2 separate regions of the Hordeum vulgare genome follow, and region 1 is linked to region 2. Evidence: chromatin contacts called from public Hi-C data. All regions are on one chromosome and are shown on one strand. Each heading gives the region's core, a stretch centred on a gene start, on an enhancer-like site or on the middle of the called end of the contact. The rest is flanking DNA. Distances are from core to core; before and after follow the strand shown. Region 1 holds the start of LOC123450284 (protein N-lysine methyltransferase METTL21A). Region 2 holds the start of LOC123450264 (fasciclin-like arabinogalactan protein 11).

Region 1 (4,776 bases), core at 780-3,279, 130 kb before region 2:
CTGATGTGAGACCTAATATGCAAATTCATGTGGAAATGTAGGCAGTATATCTTGTATCTACAAGACTTTATATCCGATCAAGTTTTGTCCTTTTGGACCGGGTTTGGGTGGAGAACTGGAGCCCAAGCTACACCTGATTGCTTCCAGAGAGGGCCATCTAAGTCGGTCTGTCCATGCTCAGGTCTTAATCCTAGACAGATCTAAATAAAGTTCCCAAAAGATCAACATAAGGCTGACCATACTCCCTACAAAATGTGACAAATATGAGCAGAGCATAAACTGTGTAATCGTTGATGCCTCTTCGTGGTACAGCTCCCCGAGACATCACCCAAGCAAGAGGCACACTTCAGGCTCGACACATGCCTAAGTGCAAGTCACTCGGCATCATGGTTTGTTCCAGGCTTCAACGACACATCCTGGTTGAACTGAGCCTTGCACATCGAACCCGTGTTGTATGCTGATTGCGCCCTTGATTGGAGCCTCATCAAGGGCGCAATCAGCATACAACACGGGTTCGATGTGCAAGGCACTACATGGACAGAAACAGAATCATTGTATTTTTAAGTTCAAGCCGGAGAAGCACCTCGCTTCCCAAAAGGCTAAAACTAGTGGCTCTTTAAAAAATCTTATTATGCTAACACCCTTTCATAAAACCACAGCGGCAACATATTTGCTTTAAACAATAGAGGACATGGCAGAATCCTCTCAGTGTACTCTGCTAAATTTTGCATACCCGAGGAGTCACATTCATTATCTCTCGCCCTAGTTGGGAGGAGGGGCATTTCCAGTTTTCCATCAGTTCATCAAAACAGAGTGTCACTCACAAAGAAGATTTGATTTCGACGCAGAAGTTGAGTCAATTACCATCTCTTAATTTAAAGTCACATTCAGTTAATCTCTTACCCTAGTTGGAAAGAGGGGCATTTCATCAGTTCATCAAGACAGAGTGTCACTCACAAAGAAGATTTGATTTCAACACAGAAGTTGAGTGTTAAGATGCATAGTGACCACAATTCCATTAAGTCTACACACTGAATTTCCTTTTTGTCGATCACCCAATGCAACAGACAAATACGATCATGAACATGAAAAATCCGACATGTTTACACCACAAAACATAGGTGAAAGTGAAACTTAACATGTTACTTAAACATTAACCCATGGAAGCCAAAACATTCATCACTTCCTATATCAGCGGCCTTCATCGGCCATCACAACTAAATGCTCATGCTTTTGAACTGGAATAGGCAATTCTTGCAAACCTGCTATGTAAATGACTGACGCAATAGAGCAAAATCTCACTGCCGCGGCCTCCTGCGGAGCACGAACACGTCGGATTCCTCGAAGGCGTACTCCGGGTCAAGGTGCTCCCGGGGCACCTTCTCGATCACCGGGAAGGCGGCGGGCACGGCGTCCCAGAAGGCCTGGTGCGCCTCGGGGGACCGGATCTGGTAGCCGAGGAGCACGACGCCGCGCTCGGCGTCGGCGAGCGCGTCCATGGCGGCGACGAGGTGGGGCACAGACTCCTGGACGTACACGACGTCGGCGGCGACGACGAGGTCGTAGCGGCGCGGGGCGGCGAGCTGGGCGAGGTGCGCGGGGCAGTTCCAGTGGAGCTGGGCGAGGCGGGGCGCGCGCGGGAGGTGGCGGCGGTTGCGGCGGAGGTTCCGGCGGAGGGCCGGGAGGACGGCGGCGGTGTCGGTGAGCACGAGGTCGGCGAGGCCGAGGCGGGAGAGCCCCATCCCGGCGGGGCCGCACCCTGCGCCGAGCTCGATGGCGCGGGCCCCCTCGAAGCGGAGCGCGTCGGCGAAGGGGAGCGCCTCGTCGCCGAGGCAGCGCTCGGCGAACTTGACGAGGACGAGCGAGGAGTTCCAGACGGAGGTGCCCACCTCGAAGGAGTCGTTGTCCTGCTCGAAGCTCAGCACGGCGCCGCCCACCGGCAGCTCCACCACCGGAGACGCCGTGAACCGCATCGCCGCCGCCGCCGCCCGTCAAGCCAGCCAAGGAAGGGTTTTGCCTGGGCTCTCTGCTCTGTCCTCTGTGGAACTGTACTGGGGTCGTATCGTAGTCTCGTAGAAGCTTAAAGGCCCTCGTGAAAGTGTATAATTGTGAATATATCCCTGTAAATTTACATAGAAATCCTCGGGAGTACACAGTAGTTCTGATGAAGAGCATTAGGGGTTGAACTGCAAATATCAATCCCTCCCCTCTGCTCCGCTGCTCCCCCGATGGATCCCAAGGCGGCGGCGAGGTCGAAGCGCTCGCACACGGTGCACGGCCGGCGTGCCCACCAGACCCCCGCGGCAGCCGCGGCGCACAAGCAGAAGCGCGAGGCCGCCGCAGCCGGCGGTGGCCCCTCCTTCTCCGGCCCTCGCAGCCGCAACCTCCCCTCCAACTGGGACCGCTTCGAGGAAGAACCCGATGCCGACGACGCCGCGGAATGGGCCGGCGAGGTGGCGCCGCGGAGCAAGGGCGCAGACTTCGCCTTCCTGCTCGAGCAGGCCCGGGCGCAGCCCCTTGAGGAGCGGGGCCTCGGCGCGGCCAGCCGGCTCGCTTCCAAGGACTCGCCATTTGGTGAGTTATCGCTGCCAGCCTCAACATGTTTTGTTTTTGTCACTGTTTGTTCAGTGAGTAAGCTTATTCAGTTCGTCGTTTCAACCATGCTTAGGCCAATTCGGCCATCATCAGTTCGATCCTTAATCTAAATATGACTAGATTTGTAATGCGAATACTTGCTAAAGTAAGGAATGCTGCTTTGTTGAATTGTTCCTGATCATGTTGATGGCAGCGCGACTTAGAATTGAGTATATCAAACATGATAAGGTGTCCTTTGCATTTCAGTTGTAGTTATTGTGCTCTTATTAGGGTTAGGATTGAGAAGATACCCTGTACATTCATATGTGCAGCGTTGAAAATTCCAACAATAATGATTAATGAATGATTAGAGCATACCCACTACTCGCCCTCTGTTTCATATTTTTTTCTGTAAATTGAGTATGGATTATGTCATTTGCCACTATGTTCACTTGGCAAGCTTATTCAGTTTGCCGCTTGGTGATCCTTGCAATCCTTGCTTCAAGTATGACTAAATCTGTGCTGTCAACGCTTATGTAAGATGTTTTATTCCTAATTGTGTTAACACCAGGACTTAGAAAGTTGGAATCGAGTGTATCAAACATCAAGATATCCTTTGCATTTCATCATTAGTTGCTGTGTTCGTATTAGGCCTGATATTGAGCATATGTCCCTTGATTGATTAGAAGCGATGCTAATTTTTTTTGGCAAAATCTATATTTGGATTATGCTTTTGTGCGCTGAACGTAGCACAATGCGCTGATTAGGATGTGGCCCATTGTTTATGAGACTGCTTTGATTCTAGTGGTGCTAAGATTTTCATCTATGTTTCTTTTCTAGATTTTGTGCTGGCTTCTACATCTATGCTTGAGGCTAAAGGGGAAGGGATCATGTCCTGGTTTGAAGACGACAATTTCATATTAGAGGATGATTTAGCACCAGATTTTGAGGTACGTATCTGCTACTATGCTAGAGCATCTACAGCCGTATTTACCAAATCCGACCCCCTAAACGCCCGCGGACGCGTCCGGTCAGTGACCGGGTGTGTCCGTTTTGAGCCCCTATTTATCTGTCTATGCAGCCACGCTCCTCATTTTCTTTTTCATAATATCCGGTCACTTGCACGTGATTGGTGGAGATGAAGAGAGAAGGAAAAGAAAGAAAAAAAGTGGTCCGGGGTGGGCAGCGTCCTACGTGGCGGACTACATTTGTCCTCAATATGAGGGTTCGCGGACATGCCAGACGTATAGGGATGATATGAGGGGTCCTGGTGGGTCAGTTTTTTCCTTTCTCTCTCCTATCCGGTCACTGACCAGTCGCGTCAGCGGACGTTTGAGGAGAATTTGAGGAGTCCGGCTGTAGATGCTCTCATGTTTGTGAAATGTATTGTTTTACGCAATCTACAACTTGCTTTGATGCTTCATTGGGTAGGTGATGTTTAGGTCCACTCCCTGCCTTTCTACACAAGCTTTCGGTTTGATATTGTCTTAAAACTTAAAAGTTGGTATCGCTAATTTTCTAGTAGCAAATATTTGTTCAAAAATGCATGGGATTCTGGCAGGAGTTGCCCTTGGTCCTTGGTTCCTTCCTTGCCTGAGCATCCCGTCGAAGTTTGTGGAAGGAAAATGTGTTTGGTTCAAATAGACAATATTAGCATATTAGATTATTGAACAGAAAAGGATATGAAGTAATGTAGACGTTTATGTGGATTGGTGGACCCTTGTGTTTTTTTTTTACTTACAATCTATGTAAACTATTGGTCTTTTTTGTTCAGAATTTCGTGGCTTCATCACTCCAGGGCCATCAATTTGTCACATATTCATATGATAGTATATTTTTTCTAATTTCAGGTGCCTTTTCTCTCCATGGATCTACATGCATTGGCCGCTAAGCTCTCAAAGATTAAGCCCTCCCAGAGACTTTTTATGGAGGAAGATCTACTACCCGAGGATCTGGTACTACATTATGTTTTATTGCTACTGTGTTCAGCTTCGCAGATGTTATAAATATTGAATGTATTGAATCATGGAAGAATACTAACATTGCCTTCTTTTAGTAAAAAAACAGTACTGCAATTTCTGTTTCCAGTTGGTAACTTTGTTTCATGTTGGTAATTTCTTTTCAGTTGGTACTTTCCAGTTTTATAATAAGAATTGTTTCCTCTGAGGTTATTTTTCACAAATGGCAATGAAGTAAATAAAT
Region 2 (4,616 bases), core at 556-3,055:
TTTAGGGGGAGTGTTATGTTAGGTGTGTCCGTCTATTTAGTGGAAGCCCAACCTTTGCTGCATTCGCACCAGGAGGCCTGGCAGAGCTAGCCCATGATAAAATTCATTGGTCATCACACAGGATCCAACCACCCGAAAGACAGGGCCCAGACCAAGCCCATCTGGCCTAGATACAACCAGGCTTAATTTGTCGACTCCCTGCTGGAGTATCTGGATTCATAAATGCTCTGTCTTACAAAAAAATTTGATAAATGCTCAGATCCACTGACACCAAGTTGCTCTCAATAAAACAACTACTGACACCAAGTTGCTCTAAAAAAGCTCCTTCTCTCCCTGAAAAACAAATACCAGCACCAAATCTTATTTTCCTTTACAGTGTTTCAGATCGATGGAAGATCAATCTACTTGTGGCTTCACTTTTTCAACAACATTTTTCTTTCCTCCTCGTGGGAGCATTAACTGTTCATTTTCAGCACCGACCACCGGATTCCGTGTGATGAGTGTTACGTAGAAGATAATTGCACTGCTAATGAACTACAGTAGCTAAGATCAAATGCAGCAGTAGAATTTAACCGTCCAACAACGCCATGATTCAACAGTGGAACATCGAGGAATCTTATCACATCTTAAGCCCATCTTAACAGGGGGAGAAAAGAAAGAGAACAAAAATGGACATTTAACAACAAAAGAAGAAGATCAGAAGAAGAAGCAGCCAGCAAGAAGTAGTAGTAACCTATCCAAATCCATGCACAGCATGCACGCACGCAGCTAGTCTCCATCGATCCGTCGGTCTCATGGACCATGAATGATCCTCCCAGCTTGAATTTTCTTCTTCTTACAAGAGGCACGCGGCGGCGGCGGCGGCAGCCACCATGGCGACGAGGCTCCTCCATCCGGCGCCGACGGCTGCGGCCGCACCGGCGGGCGGGGTTGTCTCGTCGTCCTCGTCCTCGTCCGACCCCGAGGGCGCCTTGGCTGCCCCCTTGGCGGAGGAGGGCTTCTTTCCCGGGGCCAGCGGCGCGGACGCCGGCGGCTTGGGGCCGAAGAGGTCCATGGGCAGCAGCACCTTGTCGACGGAGTAGACGGCGAGCGGCCTGGTGGCGCGCAGCGCGGTGCCGACGGTGGTGTGTACGATGCCGGTGGAGACGTTGACGGCGCTGTTGCTGGTGGCGGTGACGTTGACGGTGCAGGGCCCGTCGGTGCCGGAGGCCTGGGTGCGGACGGGGTTGCTGGCGGTCTCGAAGGACTCCATGGAGTAGAAGGTGGGGACGATGTGCGCCTGCACGAGCGTCACCTGGTCCTGCTGCGAGAGCGAGTTGAGGGTGCCCGGCTTGAGGCTGTTGAAGGCGTTGTCGGTGGGGGCGAACACCGTGAAGCCCGTGTCCGACTCGTTGGCCTGCGCGTTCAGCTGCGTGTCCTGCTGCGTCGACGCCATCAGCCGGATGAACTTGGTGTACTGCCCGGCCTTCTCCAGCACCGCCGTCACGTTCGGCGCCGCCGCCACCTTGGGCGTCGTCGTCCCCGCCGCCGGCGCGTCCGGCGCCGCCTCTTCTGGCGCCGGGGCCGTCGTCTTCTGGCTCAGCGCCGCCGGCACTGCCGCCGCCAGCAGCACCACGGCTAGCAGGACGAGGACGGCTCTCCTGGACGACGCCATTGCTGCTAGATCGAGGTGCTGGCTAGCTTAGCTTGAGAGTGTGGAGTGCTGAAAGCAGGGAGGGTGATGTGACATATAAATGGAGATGGACGGACACGGTGACGAGGTGAGATCGGAAGGGAAGATGGTAATAGTGTTGACCATGACCGGGTGATATGGCTACCGACATGATAGTAGTGGGGGCGCATGGATTGGGGAGAAGATTAAGGCCAAGTTGGCCGTGGCGATCCGCAGATTATATTCCTATTAACAAGAGGCATCAGCTGATTACAGCTGCGGAATCGTTCGAGATGCAGATCGACTTTGCCAAAATATTTATGAAGTAGAAGTAGACATGCCAGATGAGCTTCAAGTCGATCTTCTTCTCTTTTGAAAAAGTAAGCAAAACAATTAAAAGGAGGGTCTTGAGATGCTGGCGCTGAATCCAATCTGCTGCAGCCTTTGGTTGCAGGTGTGGCGGTGCGTGATGGGCGGGCACTGCATGCAGGACAGTGTGGGCAGTTTTTGTTTCTCTTTTATTTGGGCCGACTGTTAGTATGGCCGTGACGAACAAAATGGCATGTGAAGAAATGCTCGTTCCTGGTGAAAAGAGGCCGTTGCAGCTGCAGGGATCACACTGTGTCACTCACATGGGCTGCTGCTGCTGCTGCTGCTGCTTGAGGTCTCTTGCTCTGAAATTGTTGCCACGATCTGATTCTGAAATCGCCAGCGGAGGCCAAACCTGAATGAAGAAGAAAAGGGAGTGCACTGACTGAACATGACTATGATTCTTTCTTCTGGCAGACGGACTGCGTGCTCCGCCATGCCATCAGCAGATCCGTTCGTTCGACCGACAGAGAAATGTGGCGACACCTGTAGTGGGGAGCCCGAAAAAGAAAACAAACGAAAAGAAGCTGTCTGTGATGATGGGCGTATACAGATACAGTTGCCCGCCGGGAATAGCAGGATGGAGCTGTACTCAGCTACCGCTCATCAAACTCGGCCCTCGCTCGATCACCCCCCAATGATTCGCTTCCGTTTCTTTTATCACTGGAAATTTTGACGAATCTCTCGGGCTGATTAATCTGGCCGAAGGATCTGCTCTCGCAAGGCCTGTCCATTTGCTAGCTTCTGGGTCGTCAGGTGCTTATTGTCTGATTGACTGCGGGATTTCTTGAAAAATGATGATGGCTGAGCCTGGGCTTTGCCACTGCCTTCTTGCAAGATCTGTCCTCAAATCGCGTGACCTAAACTAATTGACCGATTGAGCACTGTAGCATCCTGACGATCCTTCTGTAAGTTAGAGGATACGGCTCCAAGAACAGAAAAACCTACTGTACATCATCTCTCTCTTTCTCCATGAAGTACGGCGTCTTTCAAGACGCAGTGTCGATCGGATCAATCAAGGCCTTCTTCTCTTCCAACAAAACAAAACAAAAAAGAAGCAGAAGCAGGAAATCAAGTCTTCAGATGTAGGTGTTGAATGCAATTTAATCCAGGTAGGGCACCGGTTTTTAAAAGTACAGCCTTGCATTGCATGCAGTTGTGGTGCGTGATGGCCAGTTTCTTCGGACCTGATATTAGCATGGCCATGACATGACATGACAAAATGGCATGTGCCGCAGATACGTTGGTTGGTGGTGAAAGAGGCCGTTGCCGTTGCCGTGATCATATCACTCGCTCAGTGACACTGCGCCACAGCACATCTGCTGATCTGCACATGGGTAGATTCATACAGATAGATGGATCGAGACGAGCGTGTGTAATCCAGCAGAGACGACTGGGCGTGCCGCCGCTGCATGCGACGGGCAGGTAAAGAAGGAAATACTGAAATATGATCCTCCCTCCAGCCGTGTTGCCATGCACAGTGCTCGCTCCTCCAATTTTGTGTGGTCTCTTCCTCTGAATCGTTTGCACGACTTCAAACAGGAGCAAGAATGATCGAAACTTGGCTAAACTCTATCTGGCACTGGCAGGCAGACAGATAGGCTGGTGCTCGGCCAGCATATAGCAGTTCTTGCTCGACCGACAGAAATGTGTAGTGTTTGCTCGACCAGTATATGCAGCTCGTTCCATCCTTCTACCGACAGAAATGTGTTGTATCTCCCCGTGGGCTGCCCAGCCACTTGCTTTCCCTGAAAAACGAAAAAGAAGAGAGGCAGCGTAGAGGAGCCCGGCGATGTGACTGGGCATATAATTTGCCGGAGCAGGATTCAACTGTACCTGTACGTACGCACTCACCTACCGCGCCCATCAACTAGGCTGCTTGCTCTTCGATCGGCTTCACCCTTCACGGGATGGATCGATCCCGAGCAATGCGATTCTTTGACTTGTTTGACAACAATCTACTTCACCTGATCGGTTTTAGCGGGTGCAGGACTAGCATCTGGTGGTGGTGGTGGTGGTCGTGGACTTTGCTTCCCAACTGCTGCAAGATCGATCTCTCCTTGAGCCACGCGAGGTAAACTAATTGACCCAGCTAAAAGAATCTCACAACAGTAGTAACACAAAAGCAAGCACCGGCTGCCATGCCACCTTGTGGCTCTGAACCTGAGAGCACTAAAGAAATCAGAGCCGGTGAGAGGGATCGAGATCGCTCGCGTACGACAACAGCGGTGCCGGTGAGTAGCCGTTACGGAGTGCTCCCTTCGATACGGGAGCTTGCTTCCTAACGAGATTTTATTTAATTACTAATTCTCTGTTTTTAAATATAAATTTCTTCATAAACTAATATAAAAACATATAAATCACTATTTTAATTATTTAAACACTCTTTATCTTAGTTTACACATGGAATAGTTATTGTGAGCATATTCAATAGAAGATGTAAATTTAAAGATGTAAAAATAGGTGTTTTTTTACATATTTAGAAAGACCCAACTCCAACGGATTATGTAAAACGACGATCTGAATAGTCAACTCCAATAGGTGATGTAAATGTTAGATGCAAAACAGGCCGGGCGCCATGCGGAATGGGTTGGCC

The links. A called contact is a pair of places that touch in the nucleus more often than the background predicts.
Region 1: a contact with region 2 is called in a Hi-C map of seedling, with 1.8 times the contacts expected there. The contact joins the promoter of LOC123450284 here to the promoter of LOC123450264 in region 2. A contact is called at or near these places in 2 of 6 Hi-C or Micro-C datasets (leaf and seedling).

Annotation. Positions count from the first base shown.
Region 1 is chr1H:500,175,496-500,180,271 of MorexV3_pseudomolecules_assembly, reverse strand. LOC123450284 (protein N-lysine methyltransferase METTL21A) reads right to left here and starts at 2,029. Exons shown (of 2, transcript XM_045127620.1): 1 at 1,263-2,029. The coding sequence starts at 1,973. The coding sequence ends at 1,299. It overlaps LOC123450273, which reads left to right and starts at 2,169. Exons shown (of 4, transcript XM_045127611.1): 1 at 2,169-2,574; 2 at 3,415-3,524; 3 at 4,425-4,529. The coding sequence starts at 2,229.
Region 2 is chr1H:500,041,199-500,045,814 of MorexV3_pseudomolecules_assembly, reverse strand. It overlaps LOC123450264 (fasciclin-like arabinogalactan protein 11), which reads right to left and starts at 1,805. Exons shown (of 1, transcript XM_045127608.1): 1 at 592-1,805. The coding sequence starts at 1,654. The coding sequence ends at 836.